Regions from separate parts of the Mus musculus genome. Here regions 2, 3 and 4 are each linked to region 1. The links are chromatin contacts, called in public HiChIP or PLAC-seq and promoter capture Hi-C maps. All regions are on one chromosome and are shown on one strand. The core of a region is the stretch at or near the end of the contact, and the rest is flanking DNA. Distances in the headings are between cores, read along the strand shown.

Region 1 (3,073 bases), core at 255-2,754:
ATAAATAGATCTAATAAAGAATTTAAAACAAACAAACCAACAAGTCAGGCACTGTGGCACGCGCCTGTAATCCTTGCATTTGATAGGCTGAGTCTAGAAGATCAGGAGTGCTGGGCAGTGGTGGCTCATGCCTTTAATCCCAGCACTTGGGAGGCAGAGACAGGCGAATTTCTGAGTTCGAGGCCAGCCTGGTCTATAGAGTGAGTTCCAGGACAGCCAGGGCTATATAGAGAAACCCTGTCTTGAAAAACAAAACAAAACAAAACAAAACAAAACAAAACAAAACAAAACAAAACAAAACAAAACAAAACAAGATCAGGAGTTCCAGGCTAGCCTCAGCTATGGAGTAAGTGAGTTCCAGTCTAGTCCGGATTACATAAAATCCTGTTTTCAAATAAACAAATGAGAAAGCACATGTGTTTCCGTATGACACACTTGCTTTAAAAATATTTGGCTGTCCATAACTTGGTGGCATAAAAACAGGAGCAGCCAGGAGTCACGTTAGGTTTGCAGTAGGCATCCTTTGCATAAAACCCGGCTAAGATGCTTCCATTCTGGAAGGCCACCAAGAAAAATAACAAGAAGAGGTTTTGATTGTGGCTGCTAGAGTAGCGGTGAGCCAGAGCTGAAATTGATAAAGAGAGTTGTTTGTGGCGTTCTGCTTTAAGATAGGGTCTTGTTAGGGAGCCTAGCTGGCCTCAGGTTCCTGGCCTCCTGGTCCAGCCTCCTACAGATTGGGATTAAGGGGTGTACCACTACGACCAAGTGATTATTTTATCTTTGAGACAGGCTCACACTCGTTACTGTGTAGCCCTGGAACTCATCGCAGAACAGGCTAGCTGGCTTTGAACTCATAAGGACCCTCTGCCTCCGGTGTGCAGGAGATAAAGGGCGTGCAACACTAGCCCCAGATCCGAGTGATTTATCAATTATTATTATTATTATTATTATTATTATTATTATTATTATTATTACATTTTAAGCTGTAATGAAAAGGGGTAGGGAGTTCAAAAATCCTAAAGACCGGGGACTCCCGCCCCGAAGTCAGACTCCACAAGCTCCACCTCCAAAGACCTAGAACTGCTTACAAAGCTAAACTGCAGAGTCATCGCACAGAAAATGCGTGTAAGACAGAAAACCTCTCTTCCCCCAAGAACGTGTCTGCTGTGGATCTGGGAAACCCTAAGCGCACTTTGCTGAAGGCCTCTTCAGCATCTAGACAGCTCAAATTCCACTTGTTCCCACCTTGACAGGGGTGTGGGGGGGGTGGGGGCGGCTCTGGACTTGAACTCGGTTCTTAGGGTAGCACACCGGGGTATGTGCCAGCCATCTCCTCCTTTTTTACAGGTGAGAAAACAGGCTGTAGCGAGATTGAGCAACTGCGCCTAGGGCACCGGGCTCACAAACACCATTGTCACCAGGGCCTTTGGAGTTTGTGTTTTCCAGGATACCCTGCGGGGGTCTGAGGGAGAGTCCCGGCTCTGGGAAGCAGGAAGGAGCTGAGAGGAAGATGCTGAGGGCTCAACGGAGATGGATGGGAATCCCAGGATCGCGGCCTCCCTTGGGACTGAGGGTGGGTTTCTGTCACCAGGGGGTCTCCGCAGCTGGGGCGGTGGGACGCCTGGGGACAGGGCAGCCTTACCTGTCCCGGCGCTAACCTGCTGTCTGGCTCGGAGGTGGCGGCGTCCCATGCTTTTCTGGGTCCCCTCTTTCTGCGCCCCACCCTGAGGGGGGCGTGAGGGTGGGCGTGGGGCGCCAGGGACCGGCCGGACCTGTGGGACACGGGGCTCGGGCTGTCTGGGGAGCCCGTCACCTGAAGCAGCCGGCTCTTCCGGGGCTGGGACACCTGTGGGCGGCGGGAGCCTGTGTCCCTGCAAGCTCATAAATACTGCAGCGCATCGGTGGCCGAGAGGACCGTGAGGGCGGCTGGCGCGCCCCTGAGGGTGAGCCGGCGTCCCCTTCCCGATTGCGCCCCCCACCCCACGTCCCAGCTCTCGACCTTCGGTGGACGGTTCTTTCAGACCCGAGGCACCTGTCCAGGTCCCGAGGGCAGGTGGACCGAACTTCAGAACCTCAGCTGGCCTGGGAGCTGAGGAGAAACCGGGGTTCAGGCAATGCAGGTTCAGGGCTGGAGAGGCAGCTGGGATGAGGATGGAGCCCGGGGAGGAGAGAGATCTGAAGGCAAGATGGGATGTTGGGGAGGGGAATGAGAAGAAGCCGCTCCAGGCAGGTGGAGCTAATGAGAAATCTGGGAGTAGAGTTGGAGTTATCGGGTCCGGAGGAATAAGTGGAAATCTGAGGATGAATTAGAGAGGCTGAGGGTACAGTGGGATGCTAAGAATCTGGAGAATAGGTCGCTAAGAGAAGACAGAGATGTTGGGGATGGCGTTGTCAAAGGCATCCCCGCCCCCCAGCCTCCTAGCCCCCTCCCAGGATCAGGAGCCTGGGCCGGAAGGGTTCAAACTCAGCTGCATCTCATCCTAGCCTTGCCACTGAGTCACTCGGTTGCTCAGTTTCCTATATGTGACTGGGTTGGTGATGTCTGTCGCCACCACCTCATAGGAATGCTGTGAGGCCTCCTGCCATTAATCTATGCAAAGTGCTGAGCAGCGAGGCTCAGAAACCTCATTAATTATTCTCTCACCAGCATCTCCTTCACCACTCCCCTCAGAGACGTTTCAGTCATTCAGTCTTCCTCCCCCACAGACATCCTGACAGACGGACACACGGCTCTGCCTGGCATCGGTCCATTCTCCATCCTCTGTGGGACCCACCAGCGGAATTTGATCACATCCCTGCATTCCACTCGGCTTCCCACCATCCCCTTTCTTCCTACCATGAGCCCCTTTCTTGGAGGCTGGCTCTTCTTCTGCATGCTCCTGCCTTTCTCCCCGGGAGTCCAGGGAGCCCAAGAGTATCCTCATGTTACACCAGAGCAAATCCATCTGTCCTACCTGGGTAAGTGTTCCGGACCCCTCACCTCATTCTGCTGCTCTTTCTTCAGCCTTGAAGTCCACTGTTGGGTGAAGGGCTCAGTTTGAGAAGCCCAGGCTGGTGACTTGTCCTTCCAGCC
Region 2 (3,073 bases), core at 178-2,677, 330 kb before region 1:
AACCCAAAGGCTGGAGGCAGAAGAGTGGGGGTGGCAGGAAGAAGGCTTGGAATGGTGGCTGCTGGCTGCCTCTTTGTAAGAAGCCCTATAAGGGAGGATTAAGGTTTCCTGAGCAGCTGGAAGCAGGAAGTCACCTTTCAAGATGGAGATGGCCCCTCTGGTTATCAGATGGCCTTCAATGAGGCACTATTATTATTCCGTGTGTGTTTCTTTTCTCCTCTACCTACCCCCACTTCCCCCTCTGAGACTGGGTTTTTCTGGCTATCCTAGAACTCACTCTGTCTATCAGGCTGGCCTCAAACTCAGTGCTCTGCCTGCTTTTGCCTCCTGAGTGCTGGGATTAATACACCACCATGCCTGGTTTCCATAATTCTTATTGTTGCCCATCTCTCCTACAAAGTTAGTCGTTTGATAACTGACCTGGCTTACCATGCTGTCCGTAGTTGGAAAGTGGCTGCATGTAGTAGGTGCATAGTATTTGCTGCGAGAATGAAGATAGACAAGTCCAAAAGGACCCCTTGCCTTCCCTGCTAACTAGCTATCCCAGTCCAATCTAACTCGACGTATCTTTGAAAGAGTTTCTTTAAATATCTACCTTTTCCCTTTTCCCAGAAGACTTTACAAATCCAGCCCATTCTAGAGTTTCTTTTCTTTTCTTTTTTTAAGACAGGGTCCTCATGTAGCCCACACTAGATTCAAACTCGCTGTGTACTAAGTAAGTCTGGCCTTGAACCCTCCTGTCCACACCTCCAGTTGGGATCTAAGGTATGTGTCACCATGCCCAGTTATTTGTTTGCTTGTTTGTTTCGAGACAGGGTTTCTCTGTGGAGCCCTGGCTGTCTTGGAACTCACTCTGTAGACCAGGCTGGCCTCGAACTCAGAAATCCACCTGCTTCTGCCTCTAAGTGCTGGGATGAAAGGCGTGCGCCAACACTGTCCGGCCCACCATGCCCAGTTTTAAGCTCGATTATTTATTTAATTTAAGACTGGTCTTCCTGTGTAACCCAAGCTCCAACATGTTATCTGTCGTTCAGTCTCTGCGGCCTGAGAACAGAGATCCCACGTTCCATCGTGCAAGGTTTATAGTATATAGTTTCGAAAGGGTGGGGACTTTTCCTGACTTCTTTAATGCCAAGGCAGAAAACACGGTCTCACACATAGCAGGCAGCCAAATAAATCTTGATTATGTCTGAATGGCTGAATGGGAACACATTCCACCCCGAAACAGGTTAAAGCCGGATGAGGAGCCCCGCCTTATGAATCATTCATGACTTGGGCCCCGCCCACACGGGGTGACGCGCGCGTTCCCGCTAGAAGCGCCTGGGCTCCCACGCTGGGCGGGCAGCCGGAGGTGCGTTCTGCGCCGGCGCCGAGAGCCCGGGGCCTCCTCAGGTGCGCGCGCGCGGGAGGGCGGCGGCGGCAGCGCAGTGCGCAGGCGCGGCAAGTGAACTGCGCAGGCGTCAGTCTTGGGCGGGCTGAAAGCAGCTGAAGCGGCGGCCGAGTCGGAGCCTCCGGCACAGGGGCGGGAGCTGAGGCGGTAGCGGACCGGCTGGCGGGCTAGCGAAAGGCGGCGGAATGGTGGACTACCACGCAGCGAACCAGGCGTACCAGTACGGCCCGAACAGCGGCGGCGGCAATGGCGCGGGTGGCGGCGGAAGCATGGGCGACTACATGGCCCAGGAGGATGACTGGGACCGGGACCTGCTGTTGGACCCGGCCTGGGAGAAGCAGCAGCGCAAGGTGCGCGGCCCGTGACCCGGGCTGGGTGGCGTCCTGCGCGTGGCGGGGAGGCCTGGAGGAGGGTCCTGGGAGACAATTGGCGGGTTCGGGAACGGGTTTGCAGTCCCGGAGAGGGATTACAGAGCTTAAGGAAGCAATTGGGAATCTGGAGGGGGAGGGGGGAAGTGGCGGCCAGGTAGGAGACACGGGGAACTGGGACAAACGAGATGATGATTCGGGAGGTTGCAATGGAACTAGGTTTTAAGGCGAGATTGTTGGATCAGAGGAAGCATTGATGGGGCCCAGGCAAGCAATGGGGTCCAGGAAGGGAATTGGTGAGCCTGGATAGTATTTGGTTTGGGAATCCTAGTATGGAGGAGATAGTCTGGAGTGCAGAGAGTCTGAAGAAGAGATTGGAATTGCAGGAAGCCTTAGTGTGTGTGTGTGTGTGTGTGTGTGTGTGTTGGGGGGTGGTTCTAGAAGAGATGAAGAATCAGGAAAGGTAAAAAGGGGGCACTAAGGAGAGGATTGTGGAATCCTGAGACAGGGAGGGGGGCCTGCATGGGCTAGGGTGTGTGGTGAGTAGGTGTTAAGATGGTCTGATGGGACTAGGGGTCTGAGAAGGTAGGTGTTCAGGACAGAAGTTAGGGGCCTAGGAACAAAAAAGATGTTTGTGTGAGGAGGGTGAGATTTATTGAGGGCGCCTTGCTGTAAAAAGAAAAGGATAGGGGCGTAATTAGAATTGATGGGGAGACCCAAAAGAGTGTGGGTGCTTTGAAGAAGGGAGAGGTAGTGAAACAGTTAAGGTTCCAGGTTCACGGGGAAATAGTTCAACAGTGAGAATAGTGGAAGACAGTAGGAGCAGGGATGGAGGATAATGGGAGGGGGTTAGTTTGGGAAAATGGAAGTCTGATTAGGAATGCCTGATTAAAAGACTTGGGGGTTCATTGAGTGAGGAAGAAATGAGTGTTCTGGGAGAGTAGTGTCTTTTGATGGGGAGGGTAGGTGAAGGGGTATTAAAATAGTATTTCCTGATGGTATTTAGGAGTGTGGGGGCGATGCTAAAGGGAAGCCACAGTATGGAGTGGAGGTCAGAGTAGGAGGCCAGGAGTGGAGATGTGTTGGGTGGTTGAGAGGGAAGCTAGGAGTGATGGGAGAGAGGGTGTGAGTGTATGCAGAAAGAGCTAAAGAAGGGTGTGTTGAGTGGGTGAGAATGTGGGGGATGGTTCGCAAGAGTGTGAGGAGAGTGGGAAATTAAAATTGAAGTTAGAAGCTACTTCATGCTTTCTAGAGGTTGAGACTTTTTTGTAACTTACTGATGGGCACTGTGACTTCAGGACAAGACCCTTGCTCT
Region 3 (3,073 bases), core at 157-2,656, 330 kb after region 1:
TAGACCGGATGGAATGATCTGGAGCGCCTCTTTGGAAGGTGTGTGCCAGCAGAGTCTACAGTGAGAGGAAAAGCTCCTGGGATGGCTGGTCGGGCAGGCATGATCGTCCCAGGGCCTCAGCCTTTGCTGTTCACAATGTGTTTGCTCCAGGATCCTCCTCACACCCCAGGCCTTAGCAGGGGCTCTGTTTCTGTGCGTAACAAAGTCCTAAACAGCTAAGACTTTCAGAAATCCCTTAAAGTCTGCTTTATTTGTGATTCAGAGCTCTGGAAATACCACCTTGCCTCGTGGTGAAGCAAAACCAGGTGTGGTAGGGTTTTGTGGTATTTTCCTGTATTGGTTTTGAGAAAGGCTTTATGTCGTCTAGGCTGGCTTCTTTCTCTTGTTTGTCCTGCTTCTGCACTGCTGGGATTACAGGTCTGCCATGCCCACCCACGCCTCTTTTTCGACTAAACATTTAGTGGGACTATAGCCGTCTCCCCTCTACAAGACAAATGTGGATATAGGAGCAACTTATATTTTCCCTAAAATTACTAGCTCTGAGTATTAACTTAGTATTTACTGGGGGTGGGGAGTGGGTTTCCTCTGTTTCTGCAGCCTTGCTCACCGTCTGACTTCAGCACACTAGCCTGGGCACCTGCACCTAAATTGTTTTACTTGCCTGGATCCTGCGAAATCCCACCTCCTCGCCCCCCGGGGTGGGATGAGCAGCTCCATTCATCTGGGGTGGAGAGTGGGGCCCTGGTGCCCGAAGACTGAAGACTAATTTCCTGTCCGTTTGCCTCTCACACCTTCCTGAGCCCAAATGGGAGGCCCAGCTGCGGCCCAAGGGGGAGGGGCACGGCCGCCCGGCAGATGGCGACATTTACATACAGCTGGGAGGCCCCTCCAAGACCAGGATCCTAGCCTGGCGTCTGGTGGCGATACTGGCTTCGCGGAGGGGGGGCTTTGTTTTAAGAAGGGGAAACACACATGCATACACACGAGAGGTCTTCCACAAACACACAGGGGTCCACACAAAGAACTCAGGATTCTTCCTCACCGCCTCCTCTGTGGGGCTCCGAAACACAACCTCACACACAGCCGGCTGGAGACGCATTCACTGCACTCATGGGTTCATAGGGTCCTCCACAGCGGACAGGAGCTCACATAAGTACATACATGATAGAGAGGAATGCACCTGTATTTCCGTTCTCCCACTTCAGTACGCACAGTATCTTAGAAATTAACCCCTGCCGCTTTCAGATTGGCGCATGCAATCACACTCAGGATGAACCTCACCAAGTCGCCCACATAGAGTTACTGTATCCCTTTCCCTGGGACCCCTCTCGGCCGGTAGCTAAAAGACTGGCCTGAAGGGGCGGAGCGTCCCCTCAAATATAAGACTCCGGCATCCAGCAGCTGCGACTCCTGAGACTATTTCCCCATCCTGTCCCCCAAAGCAATGGTCTCTCTGCAGGTGTCTCCGCTTTCCCAGACGCTGATCCTGGCTTTTCTTCTTCCTCAGGTCAGATACAGAAAGGAAAGGAACAGATGGGGTTGGGCCGAGACCTGGAGGTCTTAGAGACTTTCATGGGGCACACAGATACCTAGGTCCCTTAACCTTGTGGCCCTCTCTGTCCCAGGCACTGCCAGCTGGTGTCTTCGAGCTACAAATTCATTCTTTCGGGCCAGGCCCAGGCCTCGGGACCCCACGCTCCCCCTGCAACGCCCGAGGCCCTTGCCGCCTCTTCTTCAGGGTCTGCCTGAAGCCCGGAGTCTCCCAGGAGGCCACCGAGTCCCTGTGCGCCCTGGGCGCAGCACTGAGCACGAGCGTCCCGGTCTATACGGAGCACCCCGGAGAGTCAGCGGCTGCCCTGCCGCTGCCTGATGGCCTCGTACGTGTGCCCTTCCGCGATGCTTGGCCGGTGAGTCCAACCTCCACCTCTTTCTGTCCCCCCCCAGCTCCCGACACCATCCCGTGCCCCAGAGCCTTTACTACCCCCTCCTCTCCGAAACCCACATTCCCAGACCCCCTCCGCTATTCTCTTCAGGGATGTCTTAAAACTGGGCTTCTCATCTTTTTGTGGTTGTGTGTGTGTGTGTGTGTGTGTGTGTGTGTGTGTGTGTGTGTGTGTGTGTTATACTCACGAATACGCTTTACAGCGATATGTGGACAATTTCAGTTCTGCCCTTTATTTACCATGTGGGACCCAGGGGGTTGGACTAAGGTTTTCAGTAAGTGTTTTTTACCCAGTGAATCCTCTTCTCATCCTGTTTTGTTGTTATTGTTTGTATTTTGTTTTGTATTTTTAGAGACAAGCCTGGCTGTCTCTGAGTTCACTATGTAGCTAAATCTGGTCGTGAGTTCCTGATCCTCCTGTCTTCACTCACTCCCATCTCCCAAGTGCTGGAGTTATGGGGTGCAATAGCAAGTCGAGTTGGGGTCTTTGTCTTTATTCTAGATCTCTTCTTTGGACCTGGGGCTCCTCTCAAGCACTTTCTTGAGGTCACCTAATCTCTCATGTTTCCAGCCTTAGTTCTTTTGGTTGGGACATCAGGTCACTTACTGAATCCTGGTCCCCATCCCTGTACCCTGCACATCTCAAAAAGAATCAGGGCCCGTATTTGAAATGTAGACATTGTTGGGAACTTTTTCCATATTTTATTTCCTCACCTGTAGATGGGAACACCTTAGTATGTCCTTTTGGACAGGGTCTTGCTAGATACCCCAAACTAACCTCATATTTGAAACCCTCCTATCTCAGCCTCCTGAGCGCTGGGATTACAGGTATGTGCAAACACACTTGGCACAATGGCGTATCCAGAATGAGACCAAAATGCTCCTGGCTCCCGGGGCAGCTCCTTCTGGGAATGCTCCGTAGCTCAGTCCCAGAGCTGGCTTCCAGACTCCGTGCTGTGTTCTGGAGGTCAGTGAGCTTCCCTGACCACCGGCTTCCTCTCTTCGTTCTTCTCTGTCCAACCAGGGCACCTTCTCCCTCGTCATTGAAACCTGGAGAGAGCAGCTGGGAGAGCATGCTGGAGGTGGGTGTCTCACGGGTAGGAAGGGGCAGTGTTGAGTTCAGGACTGATA
Region 4 (3,073 bases), core at 153-2,652, 280 kb after region 1:
TGTGGTTCCCACCATCACCAGAATCAAGGAGGCAGCCTATCCTAGGATCCCTGTGCCCCTCAGAGTCCCATGTATATGTGCCCATAGAGACCAGAAGAGGGCCTGAGACACCGAGGAGCTGGAATCATGGAGTGACAGGCAACTATGAACTTCCCCAAACAGGAAGCAAGGTCAGACAGGTCCACTGTTCTCACAGTGGTCATTCCATCTTCTCTTTGGATCAAATTTGTCCAATACCTAGGACCAGTCTATCCAGAAGCTCCCCGAGTGGCAGGCCTAGAGCCACCTCCATCACTGGTGTTGGCCCAATTCACAACACAGGGTACACACACCAATCGTTCAAATAAACTGACAGACTGTCCTTTTTAGTCACCTGACAGACTTGGATTAGACTAAGCACGGGGGTCTAGTGGCATTAACATCAACACTACCATTAGAATGCATTGTCTGCAAGGTATGATATTCCTTCTTACATGTACCAAAACTCATACAACAATGAGTTCTGGGTTGCAAAAGAGGATTTGTTCTTGCACTTGTTTTCCAGTTTTTGCCCACTAGTTCAACAAAAACCCATACAAGTGCTACCAATGTTAGACTTCAGAGGACTCCTATTGTATTTTTCAAGGTTCCACGTTGTAGCCCCATGCTGACCTAAACGGCGGCGCTTTGGATTCGTAACTCGTAGTATGCTATCCTCCAAGGAGCTAGGAGTATACACATGAGCTGTAAACTCATACTTCTAGACCAGAAATCGTCAATTAGGTCGGATACACTGTGCTATTCTCCTGGCCACGGGCCCCTCGCATCTGGAGAGCTTCGAGGTTATAGAATAGGCCACGTTTTCATGTATTTTACCAGCTCCGACTTCATCTTTCCCGAGCCCAGGTTAAGGTCTACCGCGAGGTAAGCCATCCTCCTTCCCCCACCTCAACTCCCTATCATCCCGGGGCCTTCCCTTCCGTCTCGCCACCCGGACGCCCATGCCCGACCCCAACACCTTGTACTGCAGCGTGCGCGGCTCGATCATCTCCAGGGGACGTCCGTTCACCTTGATGAGCCCATTTCCCCGTTTGCAGTGGGCCACAGCCGTGGCTGTTTTCTGTGAAGGGCGAGGGAGACGGCGGGGCCGTGTGAGCGCGGGACCCTGGCTCAGCGGGCCCCAGCTCATCATGTCACCCAGCCAGGGCCTTCTCACCCCCCTCCCCACCCCCACCTCTTTCTATGCCGCCCCTGGCACACCTTGCGTCCGAAGACCTGCACGGACTGCAGCGGACCCTTGGACGGCATAGCTCCGAGCACAAGCACGAGCTCCACACCGCGCAGCGCCGCGACCGGAAAAGGGAAGCGCGGGGCCAACCCAGCCGATTTTTCAGGGTCTGCGCAGGCGCATTGAGTGCTACGTCACGACAGAAGCGGGCTTTACGGCTGACGTCGAAGCCTGAGAGGGGACGTGTGAATTGCGGCGGGAACGCCTTCAGGCAAGGGAGGGGGCGGTGTCGGAGGGGAAGGGGCGGAGCTGTGCGGGACCCGGAGGGTGGGGACTCCGTCCAGAACTCGGAAGATGGGGCTGGCCTCCTTTTTCCATTGCTTTTCCGCAGCCTTGGTCTTGACTTTCGGCCAGTTCTTATAGACATTCCTGCTCTTCGATGCTCTCCTTCGGCGCTTCTCCAGGCCGATTCTCACCCTCTTCCTCCCACCCTTTCCCAGGATCCCCATCCCATCGGAGTCTTCCCGCATCCACTATGCTAAGTCAAGCTGGCTTTTCAGAATCTTGCCTCCAGAACCCTCTTTCCTAGCCCTTACGATCCCCCGTCGCGAATCAGCCTTTCACCAGAATTGCCTTCCTCTTCTTCCCAGGAAACCTGACCCCTTAAAAGCCCTTTCCAGCGCTCTCCTAAATAAACTTCTCTTGCCTTCTGGTTGTGCCTTATATACGTTTTTTTTCCTCACAGACTCGGGCCTTCGCCTGCTTTCGCTGCCAAAATTAACTACCTCTTTGGTGGCTCCTCTCCCCAGCAACTGCTCCAGGGACATTGTTCTCCCAGCTTGACCCTCCCCTAGAGAACTACCCTCAGGACCTGTCTTCAGGGCAGTTATCTTAGATCATTATCCAGAATCCTCCAAGTAGCCTTGTTTTAAGATTTAATACTTTTTTCGAGGGCAGGTTCCCGAGGGAGGCCTCCAATCTCCTTGGAAATGTAGTTACAGGGTGTCTGAGCCACACCCAACTTGTGTACCTGTAACCAAACTCAGGTCCTCTCTAGGAAAAGCAGTTAGTGCTTTTAACCACCATCTTTCCAACTTCCAAGTGACCGTAATGCTCCTCTAAACCCTCCGCTCTATGTGTTTACTCCACAGAATTCTCCAGCCTACCAACCTGAGGAAAACCAGCTTTTAACTTTTCCATAGTACCCACCCCAGAATTGTTCTAAGTCACTGGGCAACAGCTTCTCAGGATTGCCTCAGTTTCTCTTGCAGCACAGGGTGTGGAGGACATTAAGGGATGTGGAGACATTTGGAAGGCAGAGTTGTCAACAAAAAGACTAGGTATGGTCATGTGCACCTGTAACACTAACACTTGGAAGGAGGAGGAAGGGTCAGGAGGAATCCCGACGCCATCCTCTCCTCATTATGAATATCTGGCCAGCCTGGGCTACATGTGACCCTGCTTCAGAAAGAAAAGAAACTAGCTAGCGAAATGCCCAAGCCTGAGGGCCCGAGTTTGGTTCCTGGGACTCACAGAGTAGAAGGAGAGAACAAACTCCTGCAGGCTGTCTTCCAAGCTCCACATGTGCACGCGCATACACAGACACACACTTGAATGTAATAAGATGGAAGACACACAGTGGATCTCTGGATTAAAGGTCAGTGCTCCAGGCCAGCCCAAACCAAAGCATAGCACTGTCCACACTGGCGTGACCATGCCTTGGCAGTGGTAACTCCTTCTTGGAGCTGGGAAGTTAGGGGAAAACCACTGGGCTCTGTGTGCAAGCAGTTATGCATGCTTGAACACGCTCACAGGAAACAGTAGGGCTGATGTTCTGGATTTCTGACCCACTACCACAATCTTCAG

What was found. Promoter capture Hi-C pulls out the DNA fragments that hold promoters and counts their contacts. HiChIP or PLAC-seq counts read pairs in DNA pulled down with a chosen protein or histone mark. Capture Hi-C pulls out chosen DNA fragments and counts their contacts.
Region 2: a promoter capture Hi-C map of the SN4741 cell line shows a contact between it and region 1, with 3 times the contacts expected there. The contact joins the promoter of Actn4 here to the promoter of Acp7 in region 1. A contact is called at or near these places in 1 of 39 promoter capture datasets (the SN4741 cell line), 1 of 115 datasets of contacts at active chromatin or transcription factors (embryonic stem cells) and 1 of 9 other capture datasets (pancreatic islet).
Region 3: a contact with region 1 is called in a promoter capture Hi-C map of adipose tissue. The contact joins the promoter of Dll3 here to the promoter of Acp7 in region 1. A contact is called at or near these places in 1 of 115 datasets of contacts at active chromatin or transcription factors (stem cell-derived neural progenitor cells) and 3 of 9 other capture datasets (adipose tissue, liver and pancreatic islet).
Region 4: a contact with region 1 is called in an H3K4me3 HiChIP or PLAC-seq map of forebrain, with 4 times the contacts expected there. The contact joins the promoter of Rps16 here to the promoter of Acp7 in region 1. A contact is called at or near these places in 1 of 39 promoter capture datasets (embryonic stem cells), 5 of 115 datasets of contacts at active chromatin or transcription factors (embryonic stem cells, epiblast stem cells and forebrain) and 1 of 9 other capture datasets (liver).

The regions. Positions count from the first base shown.
Region 1 is chr7:28,629,344-28,632,416 of GRCm38.p6, reverse strand. Acp7 (acid phosphatase 7, tartrate resistant) reads left to right here and starts at 1,504. Exons shown (of 13, transcript NM_175319.5): 1 at 1,504-1,573; 2 at 2,707-2,958. The coding sequence starts at 2,838.
Region 2 is chr7:28,960,686-28,963,758 of GRCm38.p6, reverse strand. It overlaps Actn4 (actinin alpha 4), which reads left to right and starts at 1,427. Exons shown (of 21, transcript NM_021895.3): 1 at 1,427-1,740. The coding sequence starts at 1,576.
Region 3 is chr7:28,300,118-28,303,190 of GRCm38.p6, reverse strand. Dll3 (delta like canonical Notch ligand 3) reads left to right here and starts at 1,406. Exons shown (of 9, transcript NM_007866.2): 1 at 1,406-1,507; 2 at 1,626-1,907; 3 at 2,967-3,024. The coding sequence starts at 1,445.
Region 4 is chr7:28,349,018-28,352,090 of GRCm38.p6, reverse strand. It overlaps Rps16 (ribosomal protein S16), which reads right to left and starts at 1,402. Exons shown (of 5, transcript NM_013647.2): 1 at 1,240-1,402; 2 at 998-1,099. The coding sequence starts at 1,287. AF357399 (snoRNA AF357399) reads right to left here and starts at 551; the gene lies at 458-551.